Linked DNA regions of Rattus norvegicus: region 2 is linked to region 1. A link is a contact called in public Hi-C data. All regions are on one chromosome and are shown on one strand. The core of a region is the stretch at or near the end of the contact, and the rest is flanking DNA. Distances in the headings are between cores, read along the strand shown. Region 1 holds the start of Mfsd6 (major facilitator superfamily domain containing 6). Region 2 holds the start of Nab1 (Ngfi-A binding protein 1).

Region 1 (5,608 bases), core at 2,112-4,611:
CATATGAAGTGGTGTGTTGTCTTGTATCTTAAGTCTGAATGTACTTTGCTTTGAGTTTCTAATTCTGAGCAGAAAAATGTATTGACTTTTTAAAATTCTACACATTAATTTTGGTTATGTTTACACAGAAATAGAAAGACTTGTGGAACTGTACTTAGTGTTACTAAATACATGTGTACATCAGACTAAACTTAATGATAATGTGCTGCTCCTGAAATGACACAACATAAACCTGAAGTCATCTATAATGCTATATTTTCCTGAGATGACACAGCAAGTAAGCTAATTCCTATCAACTTACTCTACCGAGAAAAAAAATGTCTCCCTGCTTGCAGTTATAAGCAAGACCAGACAGAAAAAAATGAATTCTGGCATCCCAGCCTAGACTTAGTGGAAAGCCTGTGCACTAAAGTATTCTTGCAGGAAACCCAGCAAGCTGTAGATTATGTCACAGTTATGGCCAGAAAAGGGAACAGTAGGTCATCTGACTCTGCACCTACCCCTGACCCCCTCTTACTTTCCAAATAAAAAACAAAAACAAAACAACAACAACAAAAATAAAACAAAAACCCCACTGTATATTGTGGTTAGACACCCCCAGTTTTCTCTTCAGTAAATATTTTCCTTTCTTCTTTTCCATTTTTAGTTTATATAATAAAAGAACATATACTTTTCCAATTTTTTAACCTAAATCTAACTTTCTAAAGTCAAAAGAAAAATTATCCCTGTATCTCTAGCCCTCCCACTTTCTTAAGGTAACTACAGTCAACAGAGAACAAGGACCTAGATATGTGTCCATCCTGGTGTTTAAGTAAATGTATATAAGTCTGGTCTGCAGCCTTTTCACTTAATGTCCTTTGAGTTTTCTTAAGCCAGCTAGCACACACAGGCATTGCACTTCATTATTTCTCTGCAGTGAGAACTCGAAAGGTTTACAAAAGACCAGAAGTAATCATAAGAACCTATTGGTCTAACACTCAATTCATATTTTACATTTCCTGTAAGTTCAAAATGGTAAAAATATTAAACATTCACTAATTTATATACATCATCAATATATATAGATCATTCTGCATGGTAAATGCTACCATGTGTAATACATACACGTTGACTTTCAAAGGCAAGAAGCAAAGGAAAGCTTCAGTGTAGGTGGAATAGGTCCCCGTCTGGGAGGAATGCCATCTGGAAGTTCCCTGTGCTTTGTCTGGGGCCAGAGGGGCAGGTCAGTTCTAACTCCACCTCTTATTGAATGTGTGGTTGGTCGAAGCTGCATAACTTCTCTGAGCTTCTTTTTCATGGTGCATAAAATTAGACATTAGTACAGAGATTTGGAAACTAACTTCAGAATGGTGCCTTTAAAAACATAAGAATTCCAAAATTGCCATATTACTATATGATAATGCAGAAGTTATATATGATATGCTATGTATACAAACATGTGTAAACATATATGTACATGTATGTATATATGATGAATAGAATTGGTGATTCAATACCCAGACCACCAAACATGTGCTGTTTTGTTTTTTTAGTCTGCCTTCTTGTTTTATATTTACCTTGAGAAAGAGACAGCCTGGGAAACAAGCTACTGTAAAATATTTAATAGTTTTGATTCATTCTTAAAATTAGACCCTTTTTTTCTTTCCAGGTGTGGTTAGCACTCAGCTCACTAACAATGTTCTCAACCTTTTCCTAAGCAATCTTTTTAAGTGTTGTGAATTTTTACTCACACCCAGTGAAAAGGCCCATTCACCCTTATTCATCACCAATTAAATGAAAAAATCTTCCACCTATGCTAATGACAAGCATTGGGTGTCAAGAGTCAGGCTTCTCAATGCGAAGGATTCTATCCTCCTCCTTTTCTTCATAGACCATCAATAATGCATACACCCTTAGCTGGCTAGTGCCTGGGCTCAACGAAGCGATGCTCTCAAGGACCTACCAAATAGCTTATAGCGTGCTGCTGCTATCACACCAACTGTATGCCGCTTACTTTCAACACAATTAATGTCACACAATATCGTGAACTTCCAGAAAGGTTGAAGATTTGACTTACTATCCGCCCATCTCTTTACTATGTGTGAGAAAACTGCAGCCTGGGATGATGTAACAACAAACCAAGGACACAAAACTATTTAGGCACAGACTGGGAGTTGAAACTTCAACTCCACAAGGCTATTTCTACGATGGATTGACAGGTATCATACATCCCAGAGGGTGTAGGAGTGCTTATTAAATGTTTTTTGATGAAAGGAAATGTTTGTGGTTTCGCAGGCATAGGAGAAGCAAAATGCACAGCGAGCCAGGCTTAAGGATGATATTCCACCTGCAAGACCACGTGGGGAGGGGCAAAGAGAGGAGGAGGGGCTACATCTGAATTCTTCAGGTACCTGGTAGTCTCCGTGAAGCAAGGGACCCATCCCTGAGTTGAAGCTCAGTGCTCAGCCCACGCGTGCCGTGAGGCATTTCTCTAAGGAGGTAGCAGCCGGGGAAAGAGGTGTACCACTCCCCGTGTTTGTTTCCGTGGGAGGCTGACAATGTCAGTTTCCTCCTGCTACACAGGGGGTCACATCCCAGGCATGGGCCCTGGGGACACCCTAGCCTCCCCCTTTGTCCCAGGGATGTTTACCTCCAAGGCGACGGTGGGATCGGATTCAGACGGGCGCCCGCGGAGCCCACCCGCGCCCCCACCACCACCTTCTGCAGCAGCTGCGGGCGGCGGCCGAGGGCTCCCGGGCAGCGCCTTTGTTTTCCCCGACTCCAATTACGTTTACGGAAGTGCTGCGGGCACGGGGAACGCCGCTGCCCTGCACCCCGAGATGACAGGCGGCGCCCGGGAGGGCGAGATAGGCGCTGAGGCTCCGGGCCCGGGCGGCGTCCACCCCGCGGCAGGTGCACGGAAGAGGATCCGGGGGCCTCCGGCCCACTCACCTAGCGGCGCTCAGCTGCGGGGAGCGCGAGGAGCCCTGTCCCCGGGGTGCGGAGCGGCTGCTCGGGGCGCCGGGGCGGCGGCGGGCGGGTCAGAACGCTGCATGTCGGTTGGGTCGCTTGCTCCTCTCCTGGGGTTGCGGCGGGCGCGGCGGCTGGATGCAGGTCGGGTGGGGCGAGCGACCGCGGTGACAGTCGCCGCGCGACCTTCGGTTCTCACCTCCTCACCGCTTTAGTCCCAGGCCTGGCTTCGCCGCCTCCCTCGCTCCGGACCGGCTGGACCCGTTTCAGGGCTGAGCTGGAGGACCGGGCGCCAGGTGCAGCGCTCCGCCTCCTGCGGCGGCGGATGCGTCCGCCGCCTCCTCCCGGCCTCCCGCCCTCTGGGGCCGCCCCGGGGGACCCGGGATCCAGCCGGGCTGGAGTGGCAAATCCTGAAGAGTGAAGAGGTGGGCGATGTCCCATCCCAGTTCCACTACACCCCATTGAGCTCTGGCTGAGAATTGCTTTACTCCCTAATCACTGCAGGCCTGAGATAGACTCAGGGTGTCAGAGGGAACTTGAGGCCCAAAGTAAATGGCAACCTGGTCTAGAAGTGGTGACAGCCATCACTTCTACAGCATTTAATAGGTGCCACCCTCGAAGCTAACACTGCCGATGATCTCATGCATGGTGCCTGGTTCTAGGCACAGCCTTGGTAAACTATCCTCGGATGACCTCGCAGACAAAAGCTGGGAGACAGACAGTACTCGCTCTAGGAGCTTCTGGAACCTAGGCAGCATCTGCACATGGAACCTTACTGAAGAGTGACCTGACCACAGGTGCTACACTAGAAATTAAGCTGTATTATTTGTTAAATACTGAAAGCGAGTGGGTTGTATACAGGTTTGGTTTGGCAAGCGTATGTGCGTGCCTGGGATAGGGAGCAAAGAATTCAGATCCTGTTCTCACAAAGCAAAGTAATAACGACAACTAACACTTAGGGACGTTTGCTTCTTGTATGGAAAGCATTGTTCACATACCATCAAATCCTATGGATGTAAGCGATGTTAATCTGTTGTTACAGCAACAAAACAAGACCTAACGTTAGCTAGATTCAAAATCTCTAACAAGTAGAAGAAAATCCAGGTTCTGCATCGCATCATGAGACATTACTAAAGAGAATTTTATAGGCACTGACACTTCAAAATGTGAAGCCCTTCTTTTTATGAAAAAGTATTAAGTACCCAGTTGCTGCATGCTCAGCCCCGGTGTCCAGTTCCTAACAGTCAACTCCTAGCTTCATTATGACAAGCCACTTGAAATGTTGAGACATAGAAGTTAAACAAAGAGGGTGTCTGCTAGCGTTTCAGAGGAAAATTGTAAAGGTGAATTGTACTGAGGAGGTGGATCTGCTCTGCTGTGACCTGGAGACAGCAGGGCCCTCTGCACTATGTGGAAATGAACATCTTCAAGTATTCAGTTGGCTGATCTGTCCAGCCATTAAGGAAATGAAAAAGAAAGAAAGCATTCTCTTGATCTGTCCAACCGTTAAGGAAATGAGAGGGGGAGGGAAGGGAGGGTGAAGGGGGAGAGAGGGGGGAGGGGGAGAAGAAGGCAAGCAAGTGGTTGAAGATCTGACTGTCCCAGGTGTGATAGGGAAAAAGGACCTAGGAGAAAGTTCTAGTGTCTGACCTACAAAAGCAGCTCCATGTTAAGAGTAAAGCCAAGCCATCCTGTAATGAAAGCTGGCATCTGTGTCAAATGGGAAGAGTGTCGTGGGCCACCAAAGGAGAAAGTGCTGGTTTACTGACCTTGTAAGAGCAGGGATTCCCTCCCCAACCCCTGTAACCATAATGTTTTTAACTTATCGGTTTTTACAGGATCTCCTGGGTCCTATTTAAATTTCTTATAATTTTTAAAATAATATAAAAATCTCTTTAAAAAATAAATATGCATGAAGCAAACATGATCTGCCACTCAACACCATTATCACATACACTTTTCACCTCCTATAGGGTAACCAGTCTGTGTGATGTGGGAAATTAGACTCCAAATACACGGCCAGTTAGGCTGTCCCCGAGACCACTCCCCAGAAAGACTTGAAAAGATAGATGTTGAAATCACCTGGTAAGAAGCCAGAGGAAGGGGCCAGGCTAACATGTGTAGGATAGTTAAAACAGGGGGAGTGTTTCATGAAAGACTCGTAGCTGCCCACTCTCAGCTGTGCCATTTTCCCAACTGCCACAAACCGGAGGTGAGGTGGCAGAAAGGGGACTGGTAATAGGCGGTAGATGGGAACCAGATATAGCATGTGCTTGCTCTATGGTGCACAGAGAAGCAAGTCTCTGGTTATTGTTGAAGCTCACATGATGAGTAGCTGTAGATTTTATCCACATTTCTCAGACAGAAAATGCAGCCTTTATATGTGTCACCAGTGCTTGATCATTAGAAGACTTCCTGTATGCTGCCGCCTTGTGAATATTTAGTGATCAAAATATTTTGTGCCCACTTGGTCTTTTGAACTTTCCCTTTACATTCAGCCCATGTGTGCTCCATTTACTTTATCTCATAAACTAATTTCTTCCATTTTAATTTCATTTGTCTTCTTCCTAATCCTTGTTTCTGTTATTTCCTTTGGAAGAATTGTTTGTTCTTCAGTAGTAACATAAATACATTGTAACAAGTAGCAATACTTTTAAAA
Region 2 (5,608 bases), core at 2,082-4,581, 280 kb before region 1:
GAGTAGCTCGGAAGCAGAGAGGCCTGGGAGAAGGGAGCAGTAGCCACAGCAAAGGAAGAGACTCAAAAAAGTGCCTAGAAAAGGAGGACCCTGTAGGACATGCAGATGTCTCACTTCCAATACTAAAATCCAGAACTCAAGGCTAGAAACTGTTTCCATGTGGTTCGGTTGCATTTCCTGGCTTAGGTAAGACTGCTGCATTCCCTGAATACTCATCAAGTTCTAAGAAGTCATCCTTAGACACACTCACTCAGAAGTATGGGGTAGTATTTGGGCTTTTGTTGGTGCTGGGGGTTGAACGGTCAACCAGAAGCTATGTGCACACTCCGCACAAGCTATACTCTCAAGCACACAGTGACAAATCTTAAGTCAAGACAAGTTCAGGTCTTACTGCTTATACAGCTATGAATTACACCCTCAGCTTCTAAGGGATTTATGCTGATTTGGGATAATTAAAGTATTCTTCCCTATGGATTCTTCCTGCAATTCTGAGTAGGTTTTTTTTTTTTAAACAGACTCTTTTAAAATTCAGCCCAAACAATAAGGGGTAGGTTTATAACATGCTTTTTTAAAATTAGGAGAAGGTAAATTGGACTTACTTGTCTATTAAACAGCTATATATTAATACCAACAGACAAACACCTCCACCACCACCAGCGACAGCTGGGAATAGTTCAGCCAATAGAGAAGGCATTTGGCAGGCATTAAGAGCATCTAGGTAGACTGCAGGCAACGTGTATACATATATGAATCTCACGGTCTTCAGAAGTTCCTTTGTGAAAAGTATTGACATACCATGTGAATTAACATACAGCTCCTAGATGTAATGTGCTGGAAAATGACACATTATTTGAAAGCTTAATGATATGTTTTAGCTTTGAGAATTCTCAAGATGAAGAGTAATGATTTTTTTTCCCAGCATCGGCTTCTGAAATTTCCCTATTGTTCCATTATTAAGATGAGGGTATCTCCTACTACAATATGAGTTATTGAACGTGTCAGATCAGAAAGGAAAGTTGCACTTACTATAATGACTACTCAAGGATGAGAAAAAGGAGGCGAGAGACGAGTGAGACCCCAGCGAAGGAGCTGGCAACCTTAGAGGATACTCAAATGGCTGCTTTTTGTTCTTTACTATGTTTGATAAGATCCACAGTGAAATATGAGCATGGGAGAGAGTTGCACATTAGCACCATTTGGAACTGTTCATAAGATGGTCACTTTCATGGAAGTAACGCAAATATATGATGGCCCTGTGGTATACAAAACACATCTGCATTATGTCAAAATTAGAGATTTCCTTTTTAAAAAATGCAACAAAGACATGTTTATTACAATGAAATAGCCAGGGCCCAACTCTAAGACAGATTTAAATCACCAAACACAAAACTCTAACACACTTGCTTTTATCCACCCATTTTTTACTCTTAAAATCTAGAGTGTATGAAACAAATTCTTCTTTCAAAGCATCTACGGTACTAATTTCAACAAACCATATGTTCTTAAAGTTGAAATAAAAGAGATAGGAAGTGCTTTAGCTGATTGTTTAAATAATGACAAGGAGACAAGCCTAGGCTTCTACAGGGCATGGTTGTTACTAACCAGTAACAAAAGAAAAACTTTTAGTTTAGGTTAAGATTATGCAAGATTAATCATTTACTTATTTGATGGAGTTTATTATTATAATAGCTCACTAAAAATTTCAGTATCATCTATATCAATCTTAGGAATTTGTCATCCGAAACATATTCACATCTAAGGGCCAGAATGAAGTAAAATATACAGTGCTTCGTGTGTATAAGTTTGTTCCTGCTGCCACTAATACAGGAGACTTGGCCTCAGGAGAGAAAAAGTATGCTCAGAAGTGGAATGGCAGGTTAAGCAAAAGATGGTCAAGTCAAAAAAAAAAAAAAAAGAAAGAAAGAAAGAAAAGAAAAAAGAAACAAATTAGATCCCTGGCGCTCCTTGAAATTATTTTCTTTCAAGATGTAATGTTCCAATATCTACACAGGAAACAGAGACGAGGAAGGCTGACCATGCTGCCCGTCTACAAATTCTCAACAGCATATTTATTAATCTGCTTGAGCTTAATGAAAGAACAGAATGAAATGTCTCAAAAGATGCAAGCTGGAGGAAGAAACCTTCGATGGAAGTCACTTGTGCTGGCACAGAAGCTGGGTGTGAAGCAGCCTTTTCAATCTCAGGAAGAGAGCCTCCACTCTGGTTGGCTATCCTATACATTGGATCCTATACATCCTCTCTCCAATATCTCTTCTTAAAACCGGCAGAGAAATTATAAATGTCATAACGTATTTGTATAAAGAAAGAATTTTCAAAAAGTGAATATTTAAAAAGGGTAATTCGCTGCGTGTACAAAACAGCGAACCATTTCGGATGTGACTAATCTATTTTTAAATTCGGTTCCTCTGCGCCTATGCAATCTAATATTAACTATTAAAACTGCCAAAATATTTTTAAACGAGATCCTAGAATCTCTTTAGAGATTCTGATCTTTGCACTCCGTAAAGTTGGCAGGCACGTCACTGGCAAACCAATCGGTAGTGACAACTTACTCCAAACCTGCTCTTTCGGATCAAATTGTAAATTAGCAGGCACTCCAAAATTCCCCAAGCCTCCCTGAGCCAGGACACGGTTCCTGCTGCTCGCCCGCCGCAAAACTTGGTCAGCACAACCTACAAACGCAAATTCCAGCTCTACCCGGGAGACTCCTTGCAGATCTCCCGGGTTGACTGTACTTCGGTGTCTGTCCCCATAAGGTCACACACCTGCATCCAAAGCTTCTCTGTCCTACACGTGTCTGCACATTCCCCACTCAGCCTCAAGGCTCGGCGACTCCGGCTTCCCCTGCACCTGGGTGCCAAGTTTCTGAAAGCCACTTCCAAGCAAAACTCTCCTTCCGCTTTGAAAGCACAACTACAGTAGGAAGGGGCGGATAACAGGAAGAAAACGGAGACTCAGCGGCACTTTTAGGAAGTCCCCGGTCGCCGCGGAGCTGGCACCCCACGCGGGCCCGCGAGCGCGTCCTCCCCACCCAGCCCGCGTCCCCCGCCTGGCAGGACGCGTTGGTCCGACCGAGCCAGGCGTCCGTGCCCCCCCTCCCCCGCTCCGGCCCGAGGCCCTCCCGGTACCTACGCGGCCCGCGGCTGCGGAGCGATCCGCGACAACGGCTCTGCCGGGCTCCTGCGGCGGCTGCGGCGGCCGGGACGCCCCCGCGCCCATCGAGGGGGGCAGGGACGTGGTGGGCGTGCGCTCTGTCCCCCGCCCGCCCCGACGGCGCTCGCTTGGCCGCGCGGGCGGAGGCTCGGGTGGAGGCGGGCGGCGGCGGCCCGGGGCACCCTCCCTCCGCCTCTACCGCCGCCCCTCCCTCGGCCTCTCCCTCTCCCTCCCCCGCCACCTCCGCCGCCCCCGCCCCGCCCCGCGCGCTGTCACATCGGGAGATTCCGCTCTTGCTCCATTCGCCGCTCCGGCTCCCGCCCACGCGCGGCCGAGTGACGCAGATCCCAGCGTGGGCGGCCGCGGGGCGGGGGTGGGGGCCGGCGGGGCTGAGGCTCGGCGCGGTCCCGAGGGTGGCCCATTCCCACGGCAGCTGAGAGCGCGCGGGTGGGGGCGCGCACGCGGGTCGGAGGAGCAGGCTTCTGTGGAGCGGCTCACAATGCTGCCTGCCAAGCCCCGCAACCCGGCCAGCCCAGGAGAGTGGGGGGCGAGGGGGGAGCGACACAAAACCGCAGGTGCGGCCTGTCCCGCCTCTCCCACTCCGCCCTGTCCCCACCCTCTCCGGGTCCTTGTTTGAGGAGGGAAACCTCTGGCCTGGTAACTTAATGCCATCCTTGTTAAGTCTGGAAACCTTGGGTTACTTTAAGGGCTATTCTCCGTTGTCTTCCTGTAGGCAAATGACACCATCAGTGCTGTCTTGAATGTGTCAAAATAGAATTCTTAAGGCAAGGTGTAGAAATTTTGAGCTTGGTTTGCATAAACTTTTCTAGCCAAAGAAAGTGTTAAAGCACCTCTAAAACTGAAGCTATTGCCAAAATGTTAGAAAAAAAAATTAAATCTGTTTTTGCCTTCCTTGGGGACAGGGGTGTCAAAGCAAAGATTTCAACTTTTAATGGTGTGTTCTTACTGCAATACAGGTAGAATCCTGTTTTAATGTACATATAAAAAAAGAGCTTTATCTAGTAGGCCGTCCCCACTTACTGGCTGGCCTCCCAAAGTGTGCCTACTTGGTTGAAGGGGATACAAGGCATTCTTTGAGAAAAGAAATTCTTCAAACCACATCTTTATGTTGCAACAATGGATGGGATAATAATATTGAAAGAAAAAGACCTTATTAAATAAACCCTTTTTTTTCTTCTTTTTGTAAAAACATGTTCTACAAATGAGTGATGTCAATGGAGTAGATATATACTTAAATACAAAAATATATAAGTATTTACATACTTAAATATATATTTAAACTGAAATATCTTCCCTGTCGGTGACGAGCCTGTCTAGAATAGTTGGTATTTTAAATAAAAATGCTTAGTTCCTCAAATTCTTCAGAAGAAATCACTGCCTAAAGTTTCTCCCACCACTCCAATTGCCAGTGTTTATGCAGCTGCGGCCCCTGGTCAGTGAAGAGAAATTAGATTTGGGTGGTTAAAGTACAGTCAGGGCTACTAAGACAATTTCTTGGCTGGCTAATGAAATCCATAAAATTCTTCTAATTCCTCATTGGGAACTCGGATGGCTTGCAAACATTGTTGGTTCTGAAAAGCCTCTGGGGGAGGTGTTCATGTAGCTTTATGCAACCTCGTGACTCATGAACTTGGTGAGCTCACCTGCGCTACACAGCCCTCTCTGGAACTGAGTCCAGTTGGCATAACCAGCATGCTATGCTCTGATGGGGTGGACCTCTGCCGTGCTGCAGGCTATAAGGACAAGGAAATGTGTCTGGAGCTGGTCCTTTCTACAACTAACCACTTAAGTCTTTCCTTGTTTATTTTCTGGGCACATTAGATAGCGTGTTCTTCCCACATTAAGAATGGCATTCTGGGCCCACTTTGCTTTGCTTAAATGCCCCATGGTTGCTGGGGGAGGTGGTGGGAGGAAAGAAAATGAAAGAAAAAATTGTAAGCTTTTAGGCATCAGGTTCTTTATGGGCACACTGTAGTCATCATGACCGTGGGACAGGCCTGAGGTATTGACCTGTGTGCGAGACAGGTTGGAGGAGAAGCCACTGATTCTGTGGCATGCCTTCCCTCCTGTCCCTAAGCACCATCTCCCTGGTCTCAGTGCAGGGTCTTCTACCTCCCTCATTCCTTAGTGGGAGGAGAGGGGATACATTCTGTAAGGTGACAATTACAGAGTGGGGTTGTTCTCTGAAGGCCCTCTGGGAGAGATTAGACAGTTTCAGAATTCCTTGGAGGCAGTCCCAGGCCGTTCTAAGAGAACATGGCAACACAAATAGTTCTTCTTGAGATCATTTGGATTATCTTTTGTTAAAAAAGAACCCTGCAGTCGCTTTGTTTCTTCTGGTTTGATTTTACCATAAATACCTGTATGCTTAAGTTACTCATTTTCTCCAGTACGTCTTGTTTAGTGTTAATTA

The links. A called contact is a pair of places that touch in the nucleus more often than the background predicts.
Region 2: a contact with region 1 is called in a Hi-C map of liver, with 2.2 times the contacts expected there. The contact joins the promoter of Nab1 here to the promoter of Mfsd6 in region 1. A contact is called at or near these places in 3 of 12 Hi-C or Micro-C datasets (hepatocytes, liver and mammary epithelial cells).

The regions. Positions count from the first base shown.
Region 1 is chr9:56,262,905-56,268,512 of GRCr8, reverse strand. Mfsd6 (major facilitator superfamily domain containing 6) reads right to left here and starts at 3,361. Exons shown (of 7, transcript NM_001106911.1): 1 at 2,932-3,361.
Region 2 is chr9:56,543,365-56,548,972 of GRCr8, reverse strand. It overlaps Nab1 (Ngfi-A binding protein 1), which reads right to left and starts at 3,331. Exons shown (of 8, transcript NM_022856.5): 1 at 3,154-3,331.